3 separate regions of the Mus musculus genome follow, and regions 2 and 3 are each linked to region 1. Evidence: chromatin contacts called from public promoter capture Hi-C data. All regions are on one chromosome and are shown on one strand. The core of a region is the stretch at or near the end of the contact, and the rest is flanking DNA. Distances in the headings are between cores, read along the strand shown. Region 1 holds the start of Arrdc3 (arrestin domain containing 3). Region 2 holds the start of Mrpl36 (mitochondrial ribosomal protein L36). Region 3 holds the start of Cox7c (cytochrome c oxidase subunit 7C).

Region 1 (4,493 bases), core at 1,455-3,954:
GGCTTTTAGAAACCTCATTATCAAGAGAGACTACTAGGTGACGGGAAGGGCAACATTCCCCTAGTACAAACTTTCAGTCAGTAAAATGTGAATTTCCTAGGAGCCGATTCCTCTTGGTGACTCTCGCCTTTAAATTACATATTGGCAACAACAAGCCAAGCCAACAAAGGGGGCAGAAGATGTACTTGACAGGAGGAGAGACTTAGCAGATGAGTAGGAGGACAAAGCATATGAGATGTAGGCTGGGTTGCAGCAGGAAAGAGCCTTGGTGTGAAGATGAATAGCTGAAATCTAAATCAAAATACAATAGTGTCCCAGTGAAACATCAGAGAAGCCCAAGATAGCACGCCACAACCCAGCACTCCCAGCTGTCTCAAGGGGAGACATTTTGAGTCTGCAAATGCAAAGTTATTAAAATCAAAGAGAAATAACATACAAAATTTGACCTAAGCATAACATTTCTTTTAGAAATGAAAATATACACAAGTACTTAGAGGTACCAGCATATTTGTTTGTTCGTCATGCTTTTGTGGCTTCAATAACTAGGAGGGGAAAGCCAAATGAATCAAATATACTTGTTTACACACTTGAGGAATACTATGTAACAAAACCTCAAAAGGAAAAGGGGACCAAAGGGAAATAAATGCAACATGGGTAAAAATTATTGGTTAAGGTTTAGCATGTGTCCATTACTAAAGTCTTTGAGAAGTCACATTAGACTAATAGCAAAGTAAATCTAATGAAGCAAAAGATCCTAGGAGCATCAAATAAAAGAGGGAGCAATACAGGGATGGTGTTGATTCCCCATTAGAAACTTTACAAACTACAAACAATACTAGGATCCTTTTCCATTAAATGCAATTCTCAGGCTCTTACATAGTGATCCTTAATTTTCAGAAATGTGATACAGTTCACAGCACCCACGTAGCCACGTTCACATCTATAACTCCAGTAACAGGGAGTCTGAGGCCACCGATCTTCTGGCTTAACAGGTTCCAGAACACACAATGCGTGCTCTTACATAGATATACATACATAAATAAAATTTAAAAAATAATGTAAATTCTCGTTGTGCCCACTTTTAACTCCACTCCTTGCTCAATCTTCTGTGGTGTCTAATGCTGAAATCCACCTCATACTGAAGGAAACTTGACATTCTAGCAAAGACGTGGCTGTTACCACTAGGGGGAGAAAAACACCAATAGTATTTGTTACCAACCCTTAGCCCAAGGGTTAGACACTTTACCTGGATTATCCACCAGGTGTCAACCAAGAGAAGAAAGTTGCCCCTACCCCCCACCCCGGACCAAATACACAGATGTGTAATTTTATGCATAAAAAGCTAAACTCTTCTTGGCTTTTCCAGTAATTATTCTTCACATAGTTATATTTTAGGTTTTTTTTTTCAGTTCAAGTGTCAAGTTCAATCTAACTAAACATGTAGATTTTTTTTCTTTTTTAAATAAAGAAAACAGCAAGATGAATGTGTTTAGTTTGTTGTGATTCGACCTATCCAGATTTATCATTCAAAAAAAAAATCTAATGTTTAACTATGGACAACCAACCCCCCACATTTTTTGGTTAGGCATAATACAGGATTTTATAACATAGCCCTGTTATGAGGTTATGTTGATTGTTAATGATCTATTACCCCCTAAATCCTGGTGATGTTTATGACTGAGTATTTTACTCAAGGCATTAAAAAAGGAGAAATGTGCCTGTATTTAAAGATGCAGCACGGCAATTAGCATGTTGAATTAAAAGTAAGGCTTAACAAAATTAAGCCTCACTTATATAACAAATCATACTTAAAAACCAAAAACCACCTTATATGCTTTCCTAAGGCTTTTCAGTCTGTTGTAAACAATGTCAGCTAAATGACTATGTTCAAACCGCCTCTTATGAGGTGGTAATTAGGGGTGTGAGCTCTATTCTTATTCCTGATACAGGAGTTGTAATCGAGTCATTCCCTGCAAAAGGAGCAAAAGGTGATGTCTTGAAAAAGGACTTTTTCTCCCTTCGAGGAAGTGGTCAGGCCTACACACTACACAGACAACTTGATTGGGTTTGATGCTGTAGGAGCTGAAGACGGGAGCTGCCTGGAGCATTGTTCTTTGGCTCCTCAGGCCTTGGCTTAGTCCATTGCCACCCAGCCTACAAAGTCCTGCTTGCTTTTGTTATTTCTATCCAAGTCAACAACGCTTTCTTCTATGAACAATATTTGTCTGCTTTTTATTACGTTTCTTTTGAAATTCATTAGCTCAGACTCGGGCCACCAACCGCTTGCCCAACTGGTTTCTCCCCTTCCCCCACGGCTCGCACGTCCTCCGGGTCCGCGGCCCAGGCGCACACTCCTGGCCTGGCGCCGCCGGGTCCCTCTGCTCAGCTCCGGGAGCGCGTGCGGGGCCGGCGCTGCGGCCGCGGCGGGGGTGGCGGGGGTGGCGGGGGTGGCGGGGGTGGCGGGGGTGGCGGGGGTGGCGGGGTGCCCGCCTGCCAATCGCAGCGGCCCATGCACCGAAGTCGGCGGCGCCCGCTCCACACCTACTGTACCGGGAGCGTGCGGCAAGAGCCGGGCGCGCGCCGCGCGGGAGGGAGCGCGCTGGAAGGCTGGCCGCAGTCGCAGCCTGCGCCTGCGCACTAGGGTTGTTTTTCACAAAGCTGCTCTTAAAGTGAGCTGGCAGCCTCCAGCCGCCCGTCTTTGTAAGGAGACCACTGAGACGAGCAGGAGCGTGGAGCAGCGGCTTCTCTGCTGCCCTGACTTTTTAAGAAATCTCAATGAACTATTTGTAGACAATCACTGATCCTGCCTGCATGATTTTTTTTTCTTGCACGGCAAAGACACCCATCAGTGTTAAGTGAAGATCACATCTTATATGCGATCTTGACTTTTTTTTTGGTCTTACATTATATTTTTATAGATTTTGTTATAATCATGGTGCTGGGAAAGGTAAAGAGTTTGACAATAAGCTTTGACTGTCTTAATGACAGTAATGTCCCCGTGTATTCTAGCGGGGACACTGTCTCAGGAAGGGTAAATTTAGAAGTTACCGGGGAGATCAGAGTAAAATCTCTTAAAATTCACGCAAGAGGACATGCGAAAGTACGGTGGACGGAATCAAGAAACGCCGGCTCCAATACTGCCTATACACAGAATTACACTGAAGAAGTAGAATATTTCAACCATAAAGACATCTTAATTGGGCACGAAAGAGGTAAGTTTTTAATTAGTCACTACATTCGACTTCTTTGCATGAGAACTTTAATCTCATTTAGTGCAGTTCTAATCGGCAGTTTGTTAAAGGTTAGCAAACTTAGAAGCTGTAGTTTCTCCTTGACGTTCAAGCGTGTTAAGCCTTAATCCATGCAGGCGTCTGCAAAGTGAGTGCAAACTGCACTTAACTACATCTGTAACCGGCTTCATATCTGCCATACGCACCTTACAACGTGTTTAAATGTGACTCCGTCGTTTTACTAATATTTTCAAATTCATTTGCAAAAGCTGCAGTCCGATATTGGATTTCCTTTATTTTACAATCTTAGATACAGAAATGAGCTCCAATAAAGAACTGTAGTGACATTTAAGAAGGTTGCTAGATGTATCTGATTTTGATATTAACGTGCAAACGACTTTGAGGACTTGATTATTGTTCTTTGATAAAGGGCTTCCATCCCTTATTTTGACATATGGCACCAACACCCCCACGTGTTTTCCCCCTATTTTTCCCAATTCCCTTTAAAATGTACATCAAGCATCGTTTATTTCAAAGAATAATGTCTATCATTATGCAAACTATTAAGTCAGTTTTAGAAGCCATTCGGGGTCAGTGATTTTCTTCTCGGAGCATCATGTCTAACTTTGGAACGTGGATTCAATGAAACCCATGGCAGACAGATGGAATTGAAAAGTATATGACACATCGGATTTGGGTTTGGGGTATAAGACGAAGATTGAAGCATTGTCAAAGGGAGAAGGGGTCCTGAGATTTGCAATCTGTTGTTTAAGTGCCTACATTGTGGAAATACAGGCGACTCCAAGCTTGTTTTTCTAAGTTTCCACCCTTTGTTAGAAGCGGTTCAATCCTGTTTCGGACCAGTTCTGGGGGATGGTGAGGAGGGGCGCTTGTTCTCCTCTCAGCAGATTGGTTACACGCGTCAGGTGGTGGCGATGACTTAATTCCTAGTCCAAGAAGAATATAATGTTAAAACTGGTTATGTAATTTGTTTCTCCTTTCTAATGCAGTATTTTAGTGCAAATACTGGCGACTTTTCAGATAGAGGAATACTTTGTTTTTTTTTAATATCTAAAATGTACATCCTAGGGAGACGTTAATTGAACTTAAGGCAAGTGGGAAATGGAGGATGCTTTAAGTTACACAGAATTAATGTATCGTCTTTTAAATATGAAGGCGAAGCCAATTCTTAGGGTTTACGCACCTACACCAGGGTATTCCAAATACTGAATGGTTCCCTAGTTCTTTTTTTGCAGCGTCCAC
Region 2 (4,493 bases), core at 1,071-3,570, 7.6 Mb before region 1:
CCAATGGAGAAAATGCAGATTTTCCGTGGGTTGGTTTGTTTTTTGTTTTCTGTTTTGTTTTGAGTAAAGAAGTAAGTTGTTCAGCAGAAGAAACAGTTTGTGCAGTCAACTCTCCTGGTCCTGTATGTTGGTGTAGGAAAGTTAGATTTCTGAGCATTTTTGCAACGCTGCAGTAGTTCAGTTTCCAGTTAGACTGCAAGGAAGTTTACCCAGCATTGGAAAGCTGTCCGGAAAAGCTCTGCTATGTAGAAAAAAACCTGATGCAAATCGTAGTCTGTAACTCTGAAGGCTGTTTTGGCCTCTCCTGCCTCATTTGAATCTGAGTCCGAACCTCCCTTGGAACGACATATACTGTCAAACCCCAAAGTAGCCTGAACAACTTTGCTCAGAGGTAGACAGGTGGGACCCCAGACTCAGAGCAGGGCCGGGTCACTAATTCCGAGAAAGTGCCAGAAGCTAGCATGTGTTGTTTGGGATCTCTTGGCCAGGATTGGAGGTTAATGACCTGGTATCTACCTTTCTGTGCTCTGCTATAGCATAAGGACTAGGTGAGTCTGAAGACGAAAGGGGTAACCAGAGAGGGCCCTAAGACACAAGGACAAAGACCTCGCCAAGTTGAAAAATGCCCCAATAAATGTGGGCCTAAGATGCCCTGGCTAGCCTTAAGCTCTGTAAGCCAGGCTAACCTAGCACTCACTGTCTTCCTGCCTCAGCCTTTGGAGTGCTGGGATTTCAGGCTTATGTCTCCACACCCTGTCCTGCAGATTTGTCTCATTCTCCCTCTTTTTAAAGGATTTATTTTATATGTATGAGTGTATACATTTATATATGGCCATGTGTGTGGTTACCTGGTACCAAGAGAAGGGCACAGGATCTCCAGACAGGTCAAGTTACAGTCCATTTGAGTAGTTGTGTGGGTGCTGGGAACAGAATGATGGTCTTCTGCAAGAGTAGCAGGTGCTCTTAGCCATCAAGCTATCTCTCCAGCCCTAAGTCTCTATTTAAACCCTAACACCCCCTGTCTGTGTATGAGTTCACACACATGTGAGTTCATACACAGGTGCCACAGAGCACATGTGGAAGTTGGAGGAAGCCAGTCTCTTTTTCCATGTGAGTTCTGGGGACTGAACTGAGGTCTACAGACTTGCATGGAAAGCACTTGTGACTCCCAGGCCATCTCTCTGACCCACATTATTTTTTTTAATTGCTAGAACTCTGGAGTCCTTTTTTCCTTTTCTTTCTTTCTTTCTTTTTTTTTTTTTTTTTTAGGCATTTTTATTAGATATTTTCTTCATTTACATTTCAAATGCTATCCCCCAAAGTCCCCTATACCCTCCTCCCTCCCCCCTCCCCAACCCACCCACTCCCACTTCCTGGCCCTGGCATTGCCCTGAACTAGGGCATATAATCCCCAAAGAAAGACCAAGGGCCTCTCCTCCCATTGATGGCCGACTAGGTCATCCTCTGCTACATATGCAACCAGAGACACAGCTGGGGGGGGGGGGCGGTGTTTACTGGTTAGTTCATATTGTTGTTCCTCCTATAGGGTTGTCAACCCCTTTAGCTCCTTGGGTACTTTCTCTAGCTCCTTCATTAGGGGCCCTGTGTTCTGGCAAATACAGAAGTGAATGCTCACAGTCATCTATTGGCTGGAACTCAAGGTATTCCTATGGGTGCTTAGTGTGAAGGGTGAGACTGGGAGTTAGAGAGAACTACATTAGCCTTAATGACAACCTACTTTGCTATACATAAAAATAAGATGGGTAGATTTACGAACCACCTGAAATCCAATGTATATGAATTAACTGTAGAAGCCCTATATATAGGAATTACCTGTACGCACACATATATACATATATACATGTATATATATGGAAATTAACTGTAGAAATCAGTAATGGTGTATGTTGGTCTTTCCACGTTCCTTGTTGCTTTTCCTAGTTCGCGGGTAGGGACTTAACTAGAGCAGTGTCTGCACTTGCTCCTCTGGCCTTTCCCATGTCTGCCAGAACGTCTCTTAATGTAAACATATGACCTGTACATTTTGTCTGAATGTTGGGTTTTGTTTTGTTTCCAATATATTCACTGTTTGCAGTTTCTTTTACAGTCAAAGCCTGCTTTTTCTGTCTTTTTTTTTTTTCTTCTCCCATGGGCACCGGTCTTGGTCCCAGCATCTGCAGAGGCAGAGCTTAGAGTGCAGGATTCTGGATAAAGAATACTGAGACAAGGAAGGCTTTATCTGCTCCTTAGTCGTCCTCTGCACAGCACACGTCATCCCACGTGACCTTACGCCATCTTTCTTCCTGGCGGTGGCGTCCCACTCCACTGCGCAGACGCGGAAGCTTCGCTAACCGGCGCCCGAAGTTGATTAAGGACTTCTCCGCCGGTGGCACCCCTTCCCAGGTGTGGGTCCCAGGTTTCATGGGGGCAGGCAGAGGTGGTGCCAGAGCTGCTGGCCGGGAGTGCGGGCGGGGTCCCTGGCCGGCGTGAGTGAGCCTCCGGAATCTGCGGCTTCTCCGGAGTGCGCAGGCCTGGGCACATGGAGACGCGGAGCCCAGAGTGCAACCCTGGCATGTGTGCTCTGACCTCTGATGCCAAGTAACCTTGATAGGGGAGGGCCTAGGGACTGGCAGACGTGCAGCACAGGATGACCACGCTTCTCTTCCCCCAGGTCTGGGCTCGGCATGGCCGCACTGCTTGTACGGAGCGTGGTGGCTTCGGTGGTGGACCCGTTCCTGCACCTGAGTCGCCTCGCGGTGAAGCCCCGAGTCTTCTCCTCGTTCCTGCTGGGGACATTGCCACGCGCCAAACCCTGCGCAGAGGTGCGCTCAGTTCTCTGTGGCCGTCCCTTGCCGACCCTGCTGCCCTCGCTGGGCTTCAAAACCAAAGGTGTCATCAAGAAGCGCTGTAAAGACTGCTACAAGGTGAAGAGGCGTGGGCGCTGGTTTATCCTCTGTAAGACCAACCCCAAGCATAAACAGCGACAAATGTAGCCCTTGTCTTCAAGCAGTGTCCATGGAAAATTCATTTCACCTTATCAGAGAAAAATAAACATTAAGCATTCTGTAAGATCCATGGGCCTTAGGGCTTTGTTGAACCCCCCTTTCCCCACATCATAGCCCAATTCCTTCACATCTAATCAGACCAGAGCTGCCGATGGAGAAGGATTGTTACAGTAGCTGTGTATGAAGCAGGAATACAGAGCCAGCTTTATCTCTTGAGACAAAGTCTGGCTCGGTAACCCTGGTTGACCTGAAACTTGGAGAGAAACTCCTGCCTCTGCCATTTGTTACCATATGCAGCAGATTGTAAGTGCTTTAAGAGGCTGCCTGAGCCAAAAAGCTCTTGTGGGGTGTGCAACAATCCCAATTTAAGAACAAACGATGTTCTTGTGTAGCAACTATCCCAGTCTTTACTCAAGGAAAACCTTGTTTACATAGAAATGTCTTTTGGATACCAATTAAAAATATTTGTCATGACTGTTCTTACACTCTGGAGTAGTAGTGTTCTTTATTACCACCAAACTAATGCTTTCAGAAGGAGGTTAGTACATTTTCAGTTCAAAGAAGGTAACAGAGCATGCTGGCTTCTGCAGGGAGTGCTAGGACACCAGCAATTTTTCAAATCTTGCGGTTGTCACTATTAAAAATCGGGCCTGAGGGCTGGAGAGATGGCTTAGCAGTTAAGAGCACACTGACTGCTCTTCTAAAGGCCCTGAGTTCAAATCCCAGCAAACACGTGATGGCTCACAACCCTCCGTAATGAGATCTGATGCCCTCTTCTGGGGTTTCTGAAGACAGCTACAGTGAACTTACATATAATAAATCTTTAAAAAAGCGGGCCTGGGGTTCATGTTTCTCCTGGTCTTTGACACTATGCCTTTTTGTGGTTCTAAGTCCCATTAATCTGTTGAACTTCAGGTTCACCTGGTGTAGTCTACCAACTGATTCCAGACTAGCGTGTTTTGTGGCCCTGTGATTGATGTCGAGTGCTGTGAACCTGCTGTCCTCTGTAAGGAATTATACCTGGTAGCTGCTGGTACCCTCTATCATTTTCTTGGAGTACTGTGAATTCAGAGATAGTTTCAATAGGTAGCTACAGGAGATAACCATTGCCTTTTCCTGGGATCTTAAAATAGCCGTTAAGAAGTGCTCACAGCACTAGGTCTGATAGTTGCTAAGCAAGAAAGTTTAAGCAGAGATCCTCCAGACAAGACTTTGAAAAGAGAGGTCCTGGCAATAATGTTATTTTTAAGGGAGGCAGAGAAACCATGTGCTTTGATCTGTTGCCTTTTGAAGGGTTTGTATAAGCTTATCTGTGAACCTGAAGCCCGGGAGAGAGTCTGAGGACACAGGGAGAGCAAATGGCGCCTTAATAGGACCTAGCACAAACGATAGCAAGTTCTCTGGTTCATCATTCACACCACATCACATGCGGATAGTGTTCAGTCCTGAACTCTGCAGTAAGTTTCTGATGGGCCCAGCCAGCAGGAG
Region 3 (4,493 bases), core at 682-3,181, 5.2 Mb after region 1:
AGAGTTTAATCCAATTTTCAGATCATCTCTTAAACTTTCTTCATTCTGCAAAATAAAAACAAAATGGCATTAGAAGCCCGACTTTACAAGTTACAGCAATTTCATATCATCTATCAATTTGATGATACATCAGAAAGCGTTTACAGTATCATTTTATTCATACTGATTTGCTTCATCACATGTACCAAAATTTTCATGAATTATGCTAAATAAACACATATGTATATGAAGGGATCTAGGCTACCACTATGCAACATGTCTATGGAGAAACTTATTAAGTTTTTCAACCTCAGCAGACCAACTGATATACCAACTTTAATACCATAAAATAGATAACTAGGAGTGGTAGAAATGAAAAGAACACTGGAACATTTCAGGGTTTCTTTCCCATCAACTTTGTAGATGTCAATACCATTTGGTAATGTCAAAGGTTGGCTATCCTTAGTGCACTTTTGTCGCTGAAGATTCAATTATTTCTGTAGAAGACACAACACTGATTTATGAAGTGTGATTCATAGAACAAGATTATCCTCTGTAGGAACCCTACACTAGTGCTACTAGCTATTGAAACTCAATCAATTATCTCTGTGTCTTCAATGGGGTTTTAATACTACTTATCTTAGAGGTGTGTTGCATAATATATATTCAGATTATTGGGGTCAAGGAGTACTTGTAAAATACTGACCTTTACTGATCAATACTTTATTTTTTTAATAGGTTTTCCAAATTGCCTCTACCAATATGACATTTACACTTAACCTTAAGGAATCTGGAGACAACTATCTACTTGCATGTTGTGGAAGAGTGTATAGGGTATAGAACAGAAATTACTGTTTTAGGAAAATTAGAAGCTTACTAATTACCTGTTAAAGGGATGAATTAAATATCCTTATTTTTTAAGTAGCTGGTGTCTTACTATAAAGAAAGGTGCGGCAAACCCAGATCCAAAGTACACGGTCATCATAGCCAGCAACCGCCACTTGTTTTCCACTGAAAATGGCAAATTCTGTTGAGAAAGAGAGAACACGGCAAAAAACATTCGTTCAAAGCATCTGAACTTGCTCTAATAAAAGGGTCGGGAGCAACCACGTATTTTATAATCAGCTGCATTCGACAGAACATTTTCATTTTAATTTAACACGCAGGTTTTCTGAATACCAGTTGGTAGGCCCTATTAAGTGTAAGGGTCTTTTTGGTTTTAATATTTGAAAAAAAAATTACTCTCCGAAGTAGTAACTTTTAGAAACAAACACATCATTCTCGTCCGTTGTTATTCGAATTTTCAGTATCAATCACAGTACAATTTTCTCTTTTTCCTATTCCACATCCTCTCTCTTCCCTTTACCAGGCTTCACCTAACAATTCCGGGGCAGTCACCACTAAGTACTCCGTTTACTTACACTGGGGGCTAAACCGGGCCTAACCGAGGATCGCCGCTTCAAACGTGGCTTGCTGGTTTAAAGCGCTAATAACCAGCCACAGGCCCTCTTCTTTTGTTTCCAATGACCTTCAATCTCCGACGCCGCCCAGCTCCCACCGAACCTTCCAGGCCTCGCTCTGCGGCTGACAGGCGGCGTGGAGGCAGCGGCTAGGCGCCGTGCTTCCCAGTTCTCCCCGGGGTGTGGACTGAGGGGCCTGAGTGTCTCCCCGAGCTCCTGGACAGTCACTTCCCTCCCCACACGCTCCAGGCCGGCCGCCGAGCGTCACCTTGCCCCTAGGCAGCCGAGCCTCACTCACCTTCCCCGGACCCTCCTCATAGTGGCTGCGACGGACCACGGAGGTCGTGAACCTCCGGATACTCTGGCCCAACATGTCGCTGCTGGAAGTTCTGCGAGGGCCGCAGACACGGAAGGCGGAAGAAATGGCCGTACCACCTAACTCCCCTTTCTACACGACCTTGCTCGGCAGAGCGCGAAGACCGAAAGGGAAGATGGGAGTTACAACAGGAACTTCCTGAAACGTACTCAACCGGCGGGCTCTGAGGTTTGTGGGCTTTGTAGTTTAGATAATACCGGGCGCCATATCGGCTCCGATGGATTGTGGGAAATGTAGTCTGGCTCTAGAATGAGCGCGCACCAGCACCAAGTGATAACTTACCTTTAGTGATTCAATGGGACCTGAGCTGTCCTATGAGTTCAGATCTAGGATTCTTGGGATTTGTTTCCAGAAACAATTTATTGAAGAAACTAAAGCTGCTTTAACATGTGTGTTCAAGTTAATGGAACAAGAAATAAAATTATTTTCTTGTGAGTATATCAGTCATTTTGATTATGGTTCTTTGCCAAGGTTGAAAGATGTGCATTATAGTCCTGTCTGAGGGAACACAAGCAACTGATCAAACAGTATGTAGCACAAAGGATGCCGTAGTGAAAACTGGACTGAAGTGCTAAGACCTGGTTTTTTTGAAGGTATAGAAATTGGATATAAGAGGACATACAGATAGAAACTCCTATGCGCAGCATGATTAGGTTGGAGAAGACACAAGAACCTTCTGACTTCTGGAGATTCCCTGGATTAGGAATTGGTTTATTCCTGCTGAACATAACAGTTTCATGGAGCATCAACATTAGCCAAGGCTACTAGACACTCGTAGATTATTGTTTTTTTTTTAAATTGGATAATTTCTTTATTTGCATTTCAAATGTTATTCCCTTTACCAATCCCCCCCCAAACTCCCTATCCCATCCCACCTTTTGTGAGAATATCGTTTGAAAAGGGGGTCACTGTGTGTATCTCTAAATATATAAATATAACCTTTTCAGTCTGTATAATATTACTTATGTATGTAACAATACCGGATGAAATGAAGAAACCATGAATTTGAAAGAGAACACAAGGCAGGGTACATGAAAGGGGTTGGAGGGAGAAAAGAGAAATGGAGAAATGCTGTAATCATATTATAATTAAAAATTATAATTTTTAGAAGAACACCACATAGACTTGTTAAATTAAGATTAGTCTAAATATGGTTCATATTTGATGATAAAATTTGGCTGAAACTATATCCTAAGAGATGTGTAAAAATATTTCATTCAAGCTACTAAGGCTCAGAAAGTAACAGGAGTTAAGCAAATCACAGGACTACATTCTGTCATCTAGCTCTCAGTCTGTCAGTCTGTTGGTTTGTCTATCTATCTATCTATCTATCTATCTATCTATCTATCTATCTATCATCTATCTGTCATCTACATATTTATGAATCTGCCTGTTAAACATAGTTGCAAATTCTATCACAAGTGTAGGCCATCCTTACCTAATCTAGATGACTCTCTTGGACTCTCTGTGAGTATTGTCATTAAAAGAGTAAGGCAGAAAGTATCAGTGTGCCATTGTCTTGCCCATATATAACAGTAAGAGAGATGAAAGGAGGTGGGGAGGGAGATTAGTTCCTCTCCTAACTTTTGGAGTGGGGGGTATGGGGAGAGAGAGGGGGGGAGAGAGAGAGAGAGAGAGAGAGAGAGAGAGAGAGAGAGAGAGAGAGAGAGAGAGAGAGAGAGAGAATTTCATTTTTAAAATATTTTTATTAGATATTTTCTTCATTTACATTTCAAATGCTATCCCGAAAGTCTCCTATACTCTACCCCCTGCCCTGCTCCCCTACCCACCCACTCCCACTTCTTGGCCCTGGTGTTCCCCTGTACTGGGGCATATAAAGTTTGCAAGACCAAGGGGCCAAGATATTTTATTTTATCCATTTTATCTGATGGTTTGCCTTTGTGTATGCATGCATTAAAACTTGATTCTTTGACAGGAGTAGCAAGCACTCTTAAACTTTCTCTTCAGTCCCCTCTTAAATTTTTAGAAGAGATTTGTTCTGTCCTTTTTCATATTAAAAGATTTGTAACAATACTTATGTTTATTCTATTAGAATTCTATACATGTATACAATTTATTTTGATGTCTATGCCCTCCCTCCAACTCTCTTTGTACATCCTACAATGTGTGCCCCTCCCAACTTTATGCCTTCTTTGTTTAAGATATCTCACTGAGTACATTTAGTATTGCTCACATGGAAGTGTAAATGGGTTTTTAGCCATCTACTTGGCAAAGAAACCCACCAATGGTGACACGTTCTAGGGAAAATTGACCCTTCTTCCGCCAGTAGCCATCAACTGTTAATTGCTCCTCAGAGCTAGGTTTTGTGACTGGACCACCACCCCTATGCTAGATTTTGACTAGTTTAATCTTTTCTCAGGTATGTGCAAATAACCTTATCTACTGTGAATATGCAAGTGCAGTGGTAATGCTATGCCCAGAAGAAAACATTTCAAAGTACTCCTCCCCATCCTCCTGTTCTTACATTCTTTCCACCCTGTCTTCCTTGATGTTCCCTGAGGCTTGGAGGAGAAGGTCGTGTAAAGGTTCCATTTAGGCCTGAACATTCATGCTTGTTCTCTGTGTTTTGAATTGTTATAAATCTGTACTGACTAGTGCCTACTGCAGAAAGACTTATTTCACCAAGGCTGACAGCAGCACATATCTATTTGTATAAA

What was found. Promoter capture Hi-C pulls out the DNA fragments that hold promoters and counts their contacts.
Region 2: a promoter capture Hi-C map of pre-B cells shows a contact between it and region 1, with 8 times the contacts expected there. The contact joins the promoter of Mrpl36 here to the promoter of Arrdc3 in region 1. A contact is called at or near these places in 2 of 39 promoter capture datasets (liver and pre-B cells) and 1 of 484 Hi-C or Micro-C datasets (CD4 T cells).
Region 3: a contact with region 1 is called in a promoter capture Hi-C map of pre-B cells, with 6 times the contacts expected there. The contact joins the promoter of Cox7c here to the promoter of Arrdc3 in region 1. A contact is called at or near these places in 2 of 39 promoter capture datasets (liver and pre-B cells) and 1 of 484 Hi-C or Micro-C datasets (pre-B cells).

The regions. Positions count from the first base shown.
Region 1 is chr13:80,880,718-80,885,210 of GRCm38.p6, forward strand. Arrdc3 (arrestin domain containing 3) reads left to right here and starts at 2,705. Exons shown (of 8, transcript NM_001042591.1): 1 at 2,705-3,212. The coding sequence starts at 2,933.
Region 2 is chr13:73,328,689-73,333,181 of GRCm38.p6, forward strand. It overlaps Mrpl36 (mitochondrial ribosomal protein L36), which reads left to right and starts at 2,321. Exons shown (of 2, transcript NM_053163.1): 1 at 2,321-2,403; 2 at 2,672-3,490. The coding sequence starts at 2,685. The coding sequence ends at 2,993.
Region 3 is chr13:86,044,864-86,049,356 of GRCm38.p6, forward strand. Cox7c (cytochrome c oxidase subunit 7C) reads right to left here and starts at 1,932. Exons shown (of 3, transcript NM_007749.3): 1 at 1,738-1,932; 2 at 864-1,006; 3 at 1-45. The coding sequence starts at 1,812. The coding sequence ends at 890. Gm22574 (a small nucleolar RNA gene) reads right to left here and starts at 185; the gene lies at 126-185.